2 separate regions of the Sus scrofa genome follow, and region 1 is linked to region 2. Evidence: chromatin contacts called from public Hi-C data. All regions are on one chromosome and are shown on one strand. The core of a region is the stretch at or near the end of the contact, and the rest is flanking DNA. Distances in the headings are between cores, read along the strand shown. Region 1 overlaps LOC106509952 (a long non-coding RNA gene). Region 2 has its middle 350 kb from the start of MYC.

The links. Hi-C and Micro-C count contacts between places; a contact is called where the count stands out from the background.
Region 1: a Hi-C map of retroperitoneal adipose tissue shows a contact between it and region 2, with 1.6 times the contacts expected there. The contact joins two enhancer-like sites. A contact is called at or near these places in 4 of 47 Hi-C or Micro-C datasets (embryonic fibroblasts, omental adipose tissue and retroperitoneal adipose tissue).

The regions. Positions count from the first base shown.
Region 1 is chr4:12,234,771-12,238,929 of Sscrofa11.1, reverse strand. All of the region lies in intron 3 of LOC106509952 (a long non-coding RNA gene), which reads left to right. Among named protein-coding and RNA genes, the nearest start is that of MYC, 220 kb to the left of the region's middle. Within about 2 kb of position 1,534, at least 12 of the 83 cell types and tissues checked have an H3K27ac peak or open chromatin away from gene starts, as enhancers often do. A contact at or near this core is called in retroperitoneal adipose tissue, where this site is marked.
Region 2 is chr4:12,105,773-12,110,058 of Sscrofa11.1, reverse strand. No RefSeq gene overlaps it. Among named protein-coding and RNA genes, the nearest start is that of MYC, 350 kb to the left of the region's middle. Within about 2 kb of position 1,503, at least 19 of the 83 cell types and tissues checked have an H3K27ac peak or open chromatin away from gene starts, as enhancers often do. A contact at or near this core is called in retroperitoneal adipose tissue, where this site is marked.

The DNA.
Region 1 (4,159 bases), core at 285-2,784, 130 kb before region 2:
TTCACACATGCTCACTACCTGGTCGGGTGGGGTCCAGAATCAAGAAGAAAGGCAATGGAACCCTGAAGGCCTGTCCACCGTGTTGGGCCTGTTGCCTATAGTTGCTCCTTAAACTACCCCTTAAATGAATAATGCCATGGCCTCATTTTGCACTGCCTTAAAACGGATGCCTCTTAGCTCTTGAAACGTGAAGTATTTTTAGTGCACTCTGCCAGCAACGGCATTTCCATTTGTAGCGCTGCTTATATTGAGTTCAAAGATGGCCCAAACATTGGTGAATGATATTTTACTATTTAGGACATAGTATGACTATCATCAATTTTATAATAATCGCTAACAGGTATTGACCACACATCAATCACCGTTAATGCTTAGGTCATTGAACATTTGCAGAAATGCACTGAAGTTGGGACTATAGTGTCTCCATTTTCTGGATGAGGAAACTAGGGCACAGAGAGGTTACGTGATTTATCCAGGGTCACACAGTTAGTTCAGAGTAGAGCCCAATTCCCCACCTAGGTGGTTTGGCTCTAGAACCTGCAGCATCATGTCCCATAATCTGTACCACCTCCCTCTACATGCACCATTTTGTCCCCCTCATCAGAGGGAGAAGGATTCTTTGTCCCTGCATGAACGTGATGAACACTATTGCTACACTTTGTTTTTTTGTTGCTATTTAAACTTCACAGGCACGTGGTCCTTGTGGCAAAGATGATTCCCGGTTTCATAGATGTGTCCCAAGTGCAATGACCAAGTCCAAGGTCACAATCCCATTGCACCCCACTGGGTGCAATTGACTTATGTCCCAGCACTCCTTGTCCCCTGGCTGGAATCTCTTCTTCCACAGGGAGCCCCTGACCCGGCCCCACCCTGCTCTAAATGCTGCTCTTCCCACACCAGGCAGACCACACTTGAGATGTTTGCACCAGCCTGAGTTGGAAATGATGTTTTCTTCAGAATTTCATTTTTGGCCTGTGGATTTTCCATTTGTGAGTTCTTATCCTCTGTTGCGATAGGAAGGCCTCTTTTCTCTCTCTCTCTCTTCTATTTTTTCCCCAAGCTGAGGAAATACAGGGAGGGAGGGAAGATATCTTTCCATATTCCATCCTAGGGAAGCTTGCCGAAGAGTCTGTCCTGTCGGCTGCTGGCTGGAGGCCCGTCCCCAGCCTCGGAAGCCACGTCCACAGAGAGCCTTGGGCCGACTGGGTCCCGGGGCCCTCCGCCACGGCCCTGGGCATGCAGGCAGCCCGACCCTGCCTTGGAATGTTCCTTCCAGAACATAGCATCTTCTTGGCTCCAGAAACCCCCCTCTGCTGGGAAGCAGCCGATTTTCTCTTCCCAGCCTGCCCCACCCCCACCCCCTTTGATTACTTTTAATAACTACGCAGGAAGTGCCTTTCCCTCCAGTAAAGACAGTCATCGCATTCTTCAGCTTTGCTCCTGACGTTTTCTTCAAATCCCCAAGTGCCTTGACACAGGCGCGTGAATCACCGTTTAGAGGAGGCGAGAACTCTGGCTCTAGATTAGATGAGACTAAAGTTCGGATGCAGGGCTGAGCATTGGACTGGCTGTGTGGACCTGGGCAAGTTCCGTAACCTCTCTGAGGCTCCTTCAGTTCCTTCTCCGCAGAAGGGAAGATTTTGGTCCCAGCAAGCCTGTGCGAGCAAGGCCTGTTCCTCGCCTGGGGGCACACGGTGGGCCCAGGGCTAACTGCCTCCCTCCAGGTACCACCTCTTTGGATGGTGGCTCGACAGAAAGGGTGGTGAACTCGATGTGAGAAGGTGGGCAGGAAATGACAGGTCAAAGTCTCGAAGCCGTTTCCCATCGGAAAGGTATTTCGAAAGTAGTTCCGTGATCTCGGCAGCACTGCCCTAAGGACCTGGGGCTACAAGGCACGTTCCAGAACTTCTCTCTCATTTTTGAAGGGCGCTAAGGGACAGGCTTGAGTCTCTGGGGGCAGGCGGCCTTGCCAGGCAGTGAATGGTTCCTTCCTCTGTAGCCCGTGCATTAGAACATCTGCTGACACAGCCAGAGCTTTCTAGCTCCGGGCTTTGGGACTAGTCTCTGTGCCTTAGCGTTCTCATCGGAAAAATGGTGATAGACACACACCCCTCGCCTCACACAATTATTGTGCGGCTTAGATGCAGGAACGGGAGCACAGGCTCAGAACGATGCTTGTGGTGCGAAGTGCTTGCTAGCTGCCCTGCCTGGTCACGGAGCTTCCCCTCTGTGTGTAGACATAGGCACACGCGTGCAAGCCCGGTTATTTGCATCTGTTTCCCCATCAGAAAGTGAATGCTTGCAGCACATATGATCTCTGTGGGGCATGGACCAATGTGACAGCTGCATTCCTTGGTCCGTCCTGGGGAGAAGGGGTTCAAAATGGGAGCTGAAGAATCCCTGTGCCAAAGTGGTCTGGTGGAGTTTATGAAAAATACTATCTCCCGGACTCCACCCCAGAACCAGCGAATCAGAGGCTGAGTATCTGCTGGGGTCCCTGTCGGGGCTTTTCTTTCTAGTCTCAATGCAGCAGAGGCAGCAGAGCAGCAGACCCGTGCAGCGGGGCTTCACAGCCCACTCTCCTTGTCTCCCGTGCAGCCAGGCCATTTCGGGGTGGGGTTGGGGAGGTGCTCCCGTGGCGCAGTCGGTTTGCGTGCGGGGCTTAGACTAGTGGGGACGGGGAAGACGTGGTTCAGTGAACACGGAGCCTCGGCTTGACCTCGGTGGTTGGCTCTTGGAAATGCAGAGAAGATTGCATTGCTTTCTGTGGCACAGTTTCCTTCCTGCTCACTCGCCCAAGGAGTCGATTCCAGCTGCTGGCTGATTCCAGCTGTTTGACTCACTGCTGTTTGCTCTCATTCTGCGTTGAGTGAAGGAGAGTGTTCCACGGCCAGAAGCCATGTGTGTTCTCAGGCTGCCGTTCCTGGGCGAGGTGGGTGTTCACTGCCCTTGCAAGGCCTTCCATACCTAAGATGCGCCCAAGTGCTCCCCAGCAGGGTCCCTTTGTTGGGTGTTCCAGGTTGTCGCCACGTCTCCTCTGTGCCTGTGCTCCCGTGGCAGTGGCACAGGGCTTAGTACAGCCCAAAGAGCCCAGGTTCAAATCCTGGTGGGTCCTTAGCTCCGTAACTTTCCATAAGTAACATCATTACAGATACTGTCCCTTTTCTCTCCATAAAATGACATGATGAATTGATTTCATGAATGATCCGGCCCTTCACCTATTCCGTGTATTTCTGATGCCGAACTTGATGACGGCGGGGTGTTAACAGGCAGACTTCAGGGAGAGCTTGGAAAAGTGTTTGCATTTGTGCTGTTGGACCTCTGCCATCACCATGGGAAGGGCCTTTCTAGACTGGCCTTCTGCTTCCACAAGAAGGAGAGACATCTCGAGTATAACCAAGGTGCTCTAATCCTCCTAGTTGAGACCCGCCTAGACCTGCTGACAGCCAGTCAACTCCCAGACCCTGAGTGAGCCCAGCCAAGATCATCAGAGCTCCCTGCCCAACCACCCAGGTGTGTGGACATGGAACGCTTAGTGCTTATGCCACTGAGGTGTTTTGTTGTTGTTGTTGTTGTTTTGGTTATTTTGCCTTCAGTGATCAGAGCTCGTTATTTCACATAACCGAGCTGTGGAGGTGGGATGGGTCCAGGTTCGGTTAATTTCGGCTCCACGGTGTTGCCAAAGACCACGGTTTCTCCTCCCTTGCCGTCTGCTCTCCTCGGGGGTTTCTTTTCTTCCTACACTCCTTAGAGTGCCCACTATCATCTCATCACCCTGGGGTCACTCATGTGGCTACAGCGACCTGGTGGCTTCATCAGGCCTGAGTGGTCTCACATACCAGTGCAGGGTTTCGCGCTGGTTGCCTTCTGAGCTCCATCTCCAGGTGAGTCCAGGTTTCTTCACCCGGCAGTTGCAGATTTCCAAGAGGGTGAGAGCAAAAGCGGCCAGACATCTTCCCGACTAGACCTTGAAGTCACACCACGTTCCTTCTGTGGCCACGCAAGTGACAAGGCCCCCTCAGTTCCAAGAGCTCTGCTTGTTAATGGGACTAGCATGTTGATGTGGCCTCTTCTTTGTCTTCTGGAGTAGAGCATCTTTTTGGAAAGTTTCCAGTCCACTTGGTTGAAGGTTCTTCAGCATTTGGTTGTAATGTTGTTG
Region 2 (4,286 bases), core at 254-2,753:
CATTTCTTGGGCCACTCCCGAGGCATATGGAGGTTCCCAGGCTAGGGGTCGAATCGGAGCGGTAGCCACCAGCCTACGCCAGAGCCACAGCAACACGGGATCCGAGCTGCATCTGCAACCTACACCACAGCTCATGGCAACGCCGGATCATTAACCAACTGAGCAAGGGCAGGGATGGAACCTGCAACCTCATGGTTCCTGGTCAGATTCATTAACCACTGCACCGCGACGGAAACTCTGAAGTGTCGTTAATTTAGAATGTTGTGTTAGTTTCAAATGTACAGCAAACTGATTCATATATATTATATATTTTTTATAAAATATATATAAATATAATATATATTTGATAAAATATATATAAATATAAAAATATATATCATATATATATACATATACACACACACATACATTTTCAGATTCTTTTTCATTGTATGTTTTTACAAGATACTGAGTACAGTTCTCTGGGCCATACAGTAGGTCCTTGTTGCTTACCTGCTTTGTATATAGTAGCATGTATCTGTTAATCCCAAACTACTATGTTACCTGCCCCCAGAGGGTATGGGTCAGAGAAGAGGGTGAGAATATTCCCAGTGGAGAACATTTTGGGAGCAAAGATCGAGGCTGGAGGGGGATCCTGGTAGCGGTGACCTGTAGGAAGGCTTGGTGGCAAACAGCTTGTCCTAGGAAGTACTTCGAAATAAGCCTGGAGATGGAAACAGGGACCCAGGATGTAGTCCCTTTGAGCCTGGCTTGTCAGACAGCCTCGATGCTGTTCCTTTTGCATCCGGGGCTGCTGTTAATTAAGGCTTCCTCTTTGCCCTAGAAGTCGCCATGCTGATTCATGCCCCAGTCACAGCCAGTCTGGATTCCCCTCCGCAGTACTATTCTAGAAACCCAACTCCCCCAAGGCAGACACTTCAGCTGTCATTAGATGCTTATTAAGGAGAGTGAGTCAGGGCGGTGGCTCAAGACACAGTTTCCACCCTGCCCCACATCCCCTTCCTCTCCTCTCCCTGCTGTGCTATTTCAAGCACACAGGCTCACAAGGTTTTGCGGGGAGTGGGAAGGACATGGATGCGGAGCTTTTAAACCTCCCAGAAAAATCTCCCTTTTGTAGTTCACTGCCTATGTGACCTTGAACAGAGAGCGAAGCCACTCTGGGCTCCAATTTCCTCAACATAATGAAACAGTGTTGCTAGGACAGAACAGGGTTAAGCATAAAGGGCTTTGCATAGGATCTGCAGTGCAGCAGGTTTGCAGGAAGTGCCCAGGGTGCCTGCGGTTGGACATTCACGTGCCCTGAGTGGCACCACTTCAGGATGTTGTCCACAGGGCCATCTCCTGCAGGATCCCCAGAAACCTTTCCCTCCCTCCTTCCTTCCTTCCTTCCTGGGGGCGCTGTTGTGGATCATCCTGGCAAAGTTCCTTTCTGTGGTCCTCAGGGGTTGGAGAGACACAGCTCAACCGCTCCCGAAACGGGAACCTCACACAAGCTTCCTGATCTGCTGCCAGACCCGGGGCCTGGCAGGGACATGTGAGCTGGTTTCTGCTTTGTGGATTTCATTGCATTGTCCAGACACAGCACCTCAGGTCTTTCTTCCTGTCACCCCTTTGGTGACACGAACAGGCACCAGAGCACACACCCTTTACCTGAAGGTCCCTACTCAAAGTTGGGGGTGCTGTTTGTGGAATTTGCTTTTTCTTCCCTTTAAAAAAATTTTTATCTCTTTATTTACTTTATTGGCCACACCTGTGGCACATGGAACTTTTCAGATTAGGGGTTGAATTGGAATGGCCGCCAAGGCCTACATCACAGCCACAGCAAAGCCGGATCTGAGCCGCCTCTGTCACCTACGCTGCAGCTTGCAGCAATGCTGGAAACAATCCGCTGAATGAGACCAGGGATCAAACCCACGTCCTCAGAGAGACAACGTCAGGTTCCTAACCCACTGAGCCACAACATGGGAACTCCACTTGCTGAAGCCTAGGTGGGCTTTAGACTCTGTTGAAGGACAGGTCCACCCAGCAACCCCTTAGTCTTGTGTGGAGCTCATCTTCTTTCCTCTCCCCGTACTTCACCCTAATCCAATCCCGCTGGGTACAGAGATGTACTAGCATCTCCTTGCATCTTGTACATCCAGCTCCCCCCCCCTCCCCGCCCCCGCAGCCCGGGCACACACTGAGAGCATGTTTCCTTGCTATCAGTATCCCCTGGCTTGGCATTCAATACTCTCCCATTTTGTGCCCCACCCACTCAGGCATCCTCTTCTAGCCTTGACTTCCCAGTGGTTAGGAGCTAATGGGCATGCAGACATAACCTTCTCCATAGGCAGAAAGAATCACTCTCCCTTTCCAAAAAACGAGCTCTAAGGGAGGGAGCTGAGGCACAGAAGTGGGAGTCATAAAACTTGCATTCCCAGCCCCACTACTCACTGGTTTTGTAATCTTGGGCAAATCACTTAACCTCTCTGAGCCACCAAAAGTTATTCGAAAGGGTGGGGTTAATGCTAATTGACCCGGGTGCCTCCTCCCCCGGCTCTCCACTTACTGTGAGAATCAAGTGAGATAATGTCTGTGAAAGTGCTCTATAAACCAGAGCTGTTATTATGTGGAGGCGACCTATTATTATCAAGAACTGGCTTTCCTAATTTTTCCAGCTCTCCCTCCCTCTCCATCCGCTGCACTGACTTGAGGCTCTGTGGAGGTGTACCTTTGGGGCCAGAAATTAGAAAAATTCTGCTTGGCTTACCAAGAGCATCTTGGGAGTTGCTATGATTTAAGCATGTGGAGCCAAAGAAGCATAAAGGAGTCAGAGCCAGAATCTTTCTTGGTGTGGCTTTTTAATGTCCCAGGGGAATCTACCATGTTAAACTCCACACGGAAATCAGAAAGAATTGCCCCCCCTCACCCACCCCACTGCCCCGCCTGGTTCACCCAGGTCCTCACAGGTTGCCTTCAGGTTGGATAAGCCTGGCAGGGGTAACTCCTGAGCGTTTTCCCAACCCATCCTCTTTCTGTGTCGCATTACCATGCTCTTGTTGGGGCTATGACCATCTCCCTGAAGCCTCTGCCTCCAGGCCTGCCCCCCTTCATCCACGCATGTACCCAGATGAGCTCTCTGAATCAGTCTCTGAATAATTCATCTTGGCTTGAATCCTGCCCTATGGGTTCCCATTGCCCTCAAGGTGAAGTCTAACTCTACTTACAAGGGCACCTGCTGGACTTTCCAGGCTTGCCATGACCTCTCATGGCCTCAAGCTTAGCCTTTAAGTAGTTCTGCTCACCTGGGATCTTGTTCTCTCTTACCACCTCCTCGTCCTGTATGGATCAGCATAGACATCACCCAGTGATGAAGCTTACCCTTACTCCCCTGGACAAAGTGGGGTGTCTGCTCTACGTTCCACAGCATTTTGCTTTTTGCATCTAGTAGCCTCTCTATCCTTGATTATTTTTACATGTTAGGATCTGTTTTCTTCATGAAGCTGGAAGCTCCATTAAGCCAGGCTCTACCACTCTCTTGGTCATTCATTGTAGTCATGGCACCCAGTCCAGGGTCCAGCAGTGCACAAATGAATCAATGAATGAAGTGGATGATTTTGTTCTAGATTTTGTCTCTAGAAGCCTGGAAGTTCCAAGGTCTTCAAAGATAGCACAAATGAGCTCATTTTAGAGAAGAATGAATACATTATTGAACAAAAAGTATGCACAGTTTCATATCGAGCGAAGGGATCGCCTTGAGCCCAAGTCTGTTTTCCACTAAGACCCATGTTTCAATCACTCCACCCAGCTGCAAGCGGTATCAGAAAAATCTATATTTGAACTCCCAGAACTTATCGGTTGTGTTCACTGAAGTCAGTTACTTTATCTCCTTGAACGCTATTCCTTATGAGAGTGCTCTGTGAATTGAACATGATCTTTGTAGAGTGCCTGGGATTTGGGAGGTGCCCAACTTTAATTGTAAGTCAGTAAGTTAGAGACAGAGTTGAGATGTTCCAAATTCAGGCAGTCCTAACTAGGACCAATGACTTTCTTCTGTAACATCCCTGAAGAAGGGGAGAGGTCAGCCTGAAATTGAGCTTCTTGCATCTTGGGGAACTTATCGTTTCTTGAGGCAGGTTAACTACTATGTCCTTTGACAACTGGAGTTTGTGAAGTGCTTTGCACATGCAGCAGAATTCTACTGCCCTGTGGTCCTACATGCTCAAGACTGTTAGAGAAAGTGCAGCCATGGTGCCAAAGGCATCTCCCCAGCCATCTGGGGACAGCTGTTCTGTCCCCACTATTGC